Regions from separate parts of the Mus musculus genome. Here region 2 is linked to region 1. The links are chromatin contacts, called in public HiChIP or PLAC-seq maps. All regions are on one chromosome and are shown on one strand. Each heading gives the region's core, a stretch centred on a gene start, on an enhancer-like site or on the middle of the called end of the contact. The rest is flanking DNA. Distances are from core to core; before and after follow the strand shown.

What was found. HiChIP or PLAC-seq counts read pairs in DNA pulled down with a chosen protein or histone mark.
Region 2: a contact with region 1 is called in an H3K27ac HiChIP or PLAC-seq map of embryonic stem cells, with 10 read pairs. The contact joins the enhancer-like site here to the promoter of Uba2 in region 1. A contact is called at or near these places in 11 of 39 promoter capture datasets (the C10 cell line, the HPC-7 cell line, cranial neural crest and 5 more), 59 of 484 Hi-C or Micro-C datasets (the C10 cell line, CD4 T cells, CD8 T cells and 21 more), 17 of 115 datasets of contacts at active chromatin or transcription factors (CD8 T cells, the SCID.adh cell line, bone marrow-derived macrophages and 6 more) and 3 of 9 other capture datasets (adipose tissue, liver and pancreatic islet).

What each region holds. Positions count from the first base shown.
Region 1 is chr7:34,167,270-34,170,787 of GRCm38.p6, reverse strand. It overlaps Uba2 (ubiquitin-like modifier activating enzyme 2), which reads left to right and starts at 2,259. Exons shown (of 17, transcript NM_016682.2): 1 at 2,259-2,415. The coding sequence starts at 2,278.
Region 2 is chr7:34,217,052-34,220,701 of GRCm38.p6, reverse strand. Gpi1 (glucose-6-phosphate isomerase 1) reads left to right here. Exons shown (of 18, transcript NM_008155.4): 6 at 1-88; 7 at 1,600-1,671; 8 at 2,360-2,404. Among named protein-coding and RNA genes, the nearest start is that of Gpi1, 11 kb to the left of the region's middle. Within about 2 kb of position 1,986, at least 9 of the 459 cell types and tissues checked have an H3K27ac peak or open chromatin away from gene starts, as enhancers often do. A contact at or near this core is called in embryonic stem cells and intestinal villus epithelium, where this site is marked.

The sequences.
Region 1 (3,518 bases), core at 1,010-3,509:
AATCAGCTGCATAGAAAGACAGTTCAAACAGGATTTTTCTCTGTTTTTTGTCTTTAGAGTTACTGTTTTCTTTGGTAAGCATGAACTGAGAATCAGAACCACAGACAGATGCACAAAGATACCAAATATGGTGGGTTCAGTGGTTAAGAGCACTGACTGCCCTTGCAGAGGACCATGCTTTTTTTTTTTAGCATCGTCAAGGTAGCTTACAACCATCTTGAGTTCTGGTTCCAGGAGGTCTGAAGCCCTCTTCTGACCTCTCCAGGCTCCTGCATGCACATGATGCACACGCACACATAAAAATAAAAGCCAGGTGGAGAGCTGGTGAGATGGCTCAGTGGGTAAGAACACTGACCGCTCTTCTGAAGGTCCTGAGTTCAAATCCCAGCAACCACATGGCGGCTCACAACCACCTGTAATGAGATCTGATGCCATCTCCTGGTGTGTCTGAAGACAGCTACAGTGTACTTATTTATAATAATAAATAAATTTCTGGGCTGGAGCAAGCAGGGATGGAGCGAGCAGGGCTGACAAGAGTGAGCAGAGGTCCTAAATTCAATTCCCCAAAACCAGTTGAAGGCTCACAATTATCTGTACAGCTACAGTATATACACATACATAAAGTAAATAAATAAATCTTAAAACAAAACAAAACAAAACAAAACTGTTGGGCGGTGGTGGTGCATGCCTTTAATCCCAGCACTTGGGAGGCAGAGACAGGCGGATTTCTGAGTTTGAGGCCAGCCTGGTCTACAAAGTGAGTTCCAGGACAGCCAGGACTATACAGAGAAACCCTGTCTCGATGAAAACAAACAAACAAACAAAACCCTAGGTGGAAAGTGATAGAGTATGATACCCAGAATTCTCCTCTAGCCTGCAGCTGCCAGTGGCCATGGGTTACTGGGTTCCTGAAAGGAAAGCTGGGGATGGATGGGAAGGATGACTAGAGAAATAACAAGCCAAGGCAAAGTTCTCTGAACAAGGCTCAATATAGTCTTAAATTTAAAGGGGGGAGACCCATCCCCCACTTTGTCAGGATCACCTCAGGAAAGCAAGCTCAGCTGTTCTGCAGGTAGCTTCTTGCAGGAAGCTGCAGATGTGGCAGACAAAAGACTTCACCTAGGTCAGAAGACTCCACCCTGGGTGGGCTAGCCTACTGTGGCAGAAACCGGTCTGATTCAGCCAGCTCAAGGCTGGGGGGAAGGGCACACTAGCCTCCACATGTAGTGTGTGTACATGTGGCAGACACACAGGAAACAGTCTCATAACTGATGCTGACTGTACCGGAGTCAGCGTGAATCAGAGAACTTCTTTACAGTCAGTTCCAAGACAGAAAAGTAGAGGAAAATTAGTGTTTCTGTGACCTGATTTCCATCTGAGGCATTCTAGCTCCATGGCTTATCCTCAGAGTGTTACCAGCCATGAATGATTGACAAACAATGGTCAACAGAAGCAAGAGCGTTAGCAGTCATGAGTGGTTGACAAAAGCCACAGTATATTTCATCAATTTGGTGGGTGCAAAAATAATAGCAGTTTTTGCATTGCTGAAAATTTTAATATTGGAATATAGTTGTAAGGTTTATTGTTATTTTTTGTTATGTGTATGAGAATGTATTTGTGAGGATGTAAGCAGTATGTGTGTCTGTTTTCCTGCTGAGGCCAGAAGAGTGTGTTAGATCCCTAGTAGGTGGAGTTACAGGTAGTGTTGAGCTGCCTAATATGAATGCTGACAGCTGAACTCAGGTCCTCTGCAGTAGCAGTATGTGCGCTTAACCTCTGGGCCATCGGTCCAGCTCATGGAGTATATTGATAAATGTGGCTATGTTGTATGTCGTTTAATATGTGTTTCCTGCTTTTTTTTCTTTCTTTCTTTTGTTTTTTCGAGACAGGGTTTCTTCTCTGTGTAGCCCTGGCTGTCCTGGAACTCACTCTGTAGACCATGCTGGCCTCGAACTCAGAAATCCTCCTCGTGTGCCACCACTTCCCGGCCGGGTCATAGCTTTTTTAACCTTTAAATAAAGAGCTTTTGTTGGGAATTCAAACCGAGGTCTTTAGAAGGTGACCCTAGGCATCTCAGGCTGAGAGCTGGTTTGTGTTCCTCTGGAATTGTGTGAGAAGTAATCCCAGGACTCAGGGTGTCGCCTGAGCCCATCCCGGGGCGGGATGGCGGCCGCACTGCGCAGGAGCGGAAGCTGCGCTGCCCTTCCCCCACCGACTTCCGGCTGCCGCTCTGGTTCTCCCGCCTCCGACTGTGAGGCGGCTCGTAGACGTCCCGCCATGGCACTGTCGCGGGGGTTGCCCCGGGAGCTGGCCGAGGCGGTGTCCGGCGGCCGGGTGCTGGTGGTTGGCGCGGGTGGGATCGGCTGTGAGCTGCTCAAGAACCTGGTGCTCACTGGCTTCTCCCACATCGACCTGGTGAGGCCCGGGCTCCGGGTGAATGGCGGTCTGCCTGCGGGGCCCGGTTCCGGGCGGGAGTCAGGGCGGCGCGGCCCGAGAGGCCTGGGGTTAGGATCACCGTGCGGGAAGCGGGTTGGTGGGACGCGGGACTCCGGCTCTCCGGACCTCCTGTTCGCGGCCCTCGGCTCCCTGGGCCTGCGCGCGCCGCCTCCCGAGGCAGTTTCCCCAGTTACACTGGGATGCAAGAAGAGACCCTGTAGATGCTGTGACTTTAATTCAAATATTCTCCAACTTAAAATAACGATCCCGCGGCCGAGCGGTTTGCAGCCACCAGCCACAGCACGCCGGGCGTGCACACGTGCATTCATTCCCGAGTCTGCCACCGGCCCTCAGGTTGCAAGTGCTGTCTGCATCCCGTTTTATTTTTAACAGATGAGGAAAGTGAGACGCTATGAGGTTGAGTAACTTACCCTGGGGGCACGCCGTAAGTGGCTGGTTAGACTCCTTGGGGCTCGCGCTCCTCTGGTCTGGGCATCGTGCAGATCCGTGTTTATGTCATTATAGATACTCCCTGGGGTTTGCAGGATTGGGTGACAGACTGTAATCCGTGCATCGAGAGACTGTAGAACTGGAAGTTTGAGGTCCGCTTGGGCTACGTAGCAACATCTTACCCAAGAAATTAAAAAAAAATTTTTTTTTTTGGTTGTCAGGATTCTTAAGTTTTGCGTTAGCGTAATGTGCAATGACAGGAAACCCCTGTAATTTGTGAATGTGTTGGAGATATTATATGAACCTTGGATGTGAATTGAAGATGCCTTAAGGTTTAACAGAAACACGGGATGAAATTGCAGGTGTCAGGGTTTCAGCTGAGGCAGAATTGGAGGGAAACATTCTTCATTGGTCAGGCTTCACACCCAGTTTTGGTCCATAGAAAATAGTATAATCCATAATATGCTAGTGACGCTTGATGCTATTTTAAGAGTAGATTTTTCAATAGACAGGAGTGAATTGAAAAAGTAAATGCTTGTTCTCTGTTTTAATTTTCTTTGGTTAAATTTTTATAGTGAACTTTGAAGTACAAATGAATATTTCAATGATTATGTTCCATAATTTTCCCATAC
Region 2 (3,650 bases), core at 737-3,236, 50 kb before region 1:
GTTTGTCTCTAACATTGATGGGACCCACATTGCCAAAACACTGGCCAGCTTGTCCCCTGAGACTTCCCTCTTTATAATCGCCTCCAAGGTATGGCGCTGAGGATGGGGAGGATGGGTGGATTGCCCTGGGCAATGGAGTGTCAGGAAGGATTCTGAGTGAATGGGGCTTTGTGGATCTGGTTAGCACAGCTGCCCTTAGATGCTTTCCATGTCTGGCAGCAAGTGAGGTTTACCTAATAAGAGCCGGAACCTGTTCACTTTGGATTCTTGTCATAGGCAGTACCCACTTTATGTGATCTTTGCCTGTGTGTGTGTGTGTGTGTGTGTGTGTGTGTGTGTGTGTGTCCCCTCAGGGTCTCATACAAGCTAGGTAAGACCTCTACCACTGAACTACATCCTCAGCTCTTTATATTGAGACAGGCTCTCTTTCAGTTATTCGGATAGCCTTGAATTCAAACTGTGGTCCACTTTGAACTTTTGATCTTCCTTCCTTAGTTGCTTAAGTACTTACAGACAGGTCCATGTCACCAGCATGTGTCTGAAACTGCCTTCCCCCCACCGCCCCTAGTTGTGACAGTGTTTCTCTGTGTAGCCTTGGCTGTCTTGGAACTCGGAGGTCTGCAAAGGCTCCTAAGTCCTGGGTGATCTATCTTTCTTTTTCTCTCTTTTTTAATTTTATGTGTATGAGTGTTCCATCTGTATGGACACCTACACGCCATAAAAGGGCATCAGATCCCATTACAGATGGTTGTGAGCCACCATGTGGTTACTGGGAATTGAACTCAGGACCTCTGCAAGACCAGTCAGTGCTCTTAATCACTGAGCCATCTCTCCAGCCCCTGATAACTTCTTTCTCAACAGATACATCTGTTACCTTCTTCTCTCTCCCTCCTCAGGGTTTTTAGGCAGGGTCTTTACTAGCTGGGTGTAATCTCCTCCCTCAGCCCCCTGAGCCCTGGGTATGTAGGCGTGTACCACCACACCTGACATGTTTATTATGCCTCTCTGATTTCAGAGCCTTGGCTTGATAACATAAGGGTTTATTTATTATCCTGTACACCTTGTGTACTGTAATACACGCAAATAATGAGAAGTCCATCTGAGGTCGGTAAGATGGTTCAGCAGGTATAAAGGGGCTTGCCAGCAAGCCAGCTGACCTGGGCTTTGATCCTGGGTCCCACCTGGTGGGGGAGAATTATTCCCAAAAAGTTGTCTCCTCACCTCCACCACATGTGCTGTGGCACTCTTATGCACACACACACACACACACACACACACACACACACACACACACACACTCTCTCTGAATAAATGTAATAAACTTGAAAAATAGGATTTCCATCTGCATTGTGAGGTCCCACCTAGGCTGGAGTAAAGCAAGCTCAGCATAGCTTAGCCCTCTCTGGGAGATGCCTGGGAGTTTCAATGGGGTCCTTCCACGCCTGGGTGTGATGGTAGATTGCTGCTGGACGCGCCGCTGTGACATGTGCATGTGCTTGTGGGTGCCTGTAGTAGGTGTTGCTGATATGCTAGCCAGCAGCCAGTGTACCCTCTGCTGCCCACCCTGGACTGGGCTGACCGCCATACATTCCCTTACAGACCTTCACCACCCAGGAGACCATCACCAATGCAGAGACAGCAAAGGAGTGGTTTCTCGAAGCGGCCAAGGATGTGAGTGGTTGGGGTCTCCTGGAGGTGGTGGTGGTAGGGTGTGTTCTCAGCTCTCCCACAGACAGAGCTTGGTGGGAGGTGTGGTACATGTCCTGTGTCCCCCCCCCCCCCCCCAAGCCTTAACTGCTGAGGTATGAAGGGGAGGAGAGCTTTCAGAGCTTTGGCATTCACAGAACCTGCTCTAAATGTCTAAGGAGCCTTTCTTTCTTTATCCACTTTTAATAGTTTCCATGTTATGACTAAGGATCCTTTCTTTAAGTCCCTTGGCCTTTGGTCCCTTGCCTCTTTGCTCCCAGAAACCACACCCATTTACACTTGGATTCATTTTACTCCTTGGCCCTGTGTGCCTTTGAGGTGGGGATGGGCAGGCTTGTCTGTGGCCCTTATACACCTTTTTTTTTTTCCTGGTTTGTGCCAGGGCAGGGTCTTGCTATGTAGTCCAGGCAGGTCTTGGATTCATGGCAAAGCTCCAGCTCCAGTCTGCTGAGTGTTAGGATTATAGTCCTGTGCCACCATCTTCCTGCCCTCTCGACCTTGACCTTTTGTGGGTTCCTCTAACAGCCTCAGGGCCAAAGAGAGAGAATAGTTAGTCCTGTGTAGAATCTGGTTTTCTCCAGTGGTGGGGCATCCCCACCCTTAGTGGCTCCTCTGGGATGGATTTGGTATAATCTGCTTCCGTCTCTTGTAGCCATCTGCAGTTGCAAAGCACTTTGTCGCCCTGTCTACGAACACGGTAAGTGCTAGTCCTGCATGCCCTCATGGGAAAGCCTGGGCCATGGGAAAACCTCAGTCTCTCAGAATCCACCAAGCTCAGTGGTCTGCTTCGGGGTAGCATCATGGCTGGGGTGCTGGTTTAGAAGGCTCTGTGAGAGCTGATTGGCCTTTCCTGCCGTCTCCATTCAGTCTCTAATCCTGAGGAAGGACAGGCAGTCAGTGGGATAATGTCCCCACCCATCTCCCAGGCCAGGCTGATGCATGACACCCCCTACCCCCACCCCCCCCTTTCCTGGCCTCTGGCACCCTGCCCACATAGGATGTGCAGAAATCTTTTTCCTCTCTAGAGCTGTTAAGTCTGGCAAATGAATGTGCTTTTTTGTTGTTATTGTTGTTTTGTTTTGGAGATGTTTTTTTCTGTATAGCCCTGGCTGTCCTGGAACTTCTCTGTAGACTATGCTGGCCTTAAACTCACAGAAATCCACCTGCCTCTGCCTCTGACTGCTGGGAATAAAGGCCTACACCACCACCATTCACTTTTTTTTTTAATTAATTTATTCTATTCTATGTGTATGTTTGCATATGTGACTATATACCACATGTATATCTTCAGAGATCAGAAGAAAGCATTAGATCCTCTGGGGCTGGAGGTAGGGATGGTTGTAAACCATCCTACTGGGAATTGAACCTGGGTCCTCTCTAAGAACAAACAAGTGCTCTTAACCACTGAGCCAGCTTTCCAGTCTTCGGTGTAACTTCTTTTGAATTAAATGTTTATGATTTTGCAGGTGTGTGTCCATGATATCTGTGGGCACACACACACCATTGGAGGTCGGAGGACAACCTTATGGTTCTCTCCTGCTTCTATTATGTGGGTTCCTGGGATCAAACTCTGATCTCTAGGCTTCTACAGCAAGTGCCTTTACTGTGAGCCATCTACCTAGCCCTAGATAAGAACTTTTTTTGACAGGGACTGACTGTATAGCTCTGGCTATCTTGGATGGCCTCAAACTTACAGAGATCCACTCACATTTGCCTCCTGAGTGCTGGGATTAAGACATTTGCTACATAGCCTGTCACAACTTTTTTCTTTCCTTTTGTTGTTGTTGTTGTTGTTTTTCGAGATAGGGTTTCTCTGTGTAGACCTGGCTATCCTGGAACTCACTCTGTAGACCAGGCTGGCCTCAAACTCAGAAAGCCACCTGCCTCTGCCTCCCAAGTGCTGGGATTAAAGGCATGTGCTATCACTGCCCTGCGACTTTTTT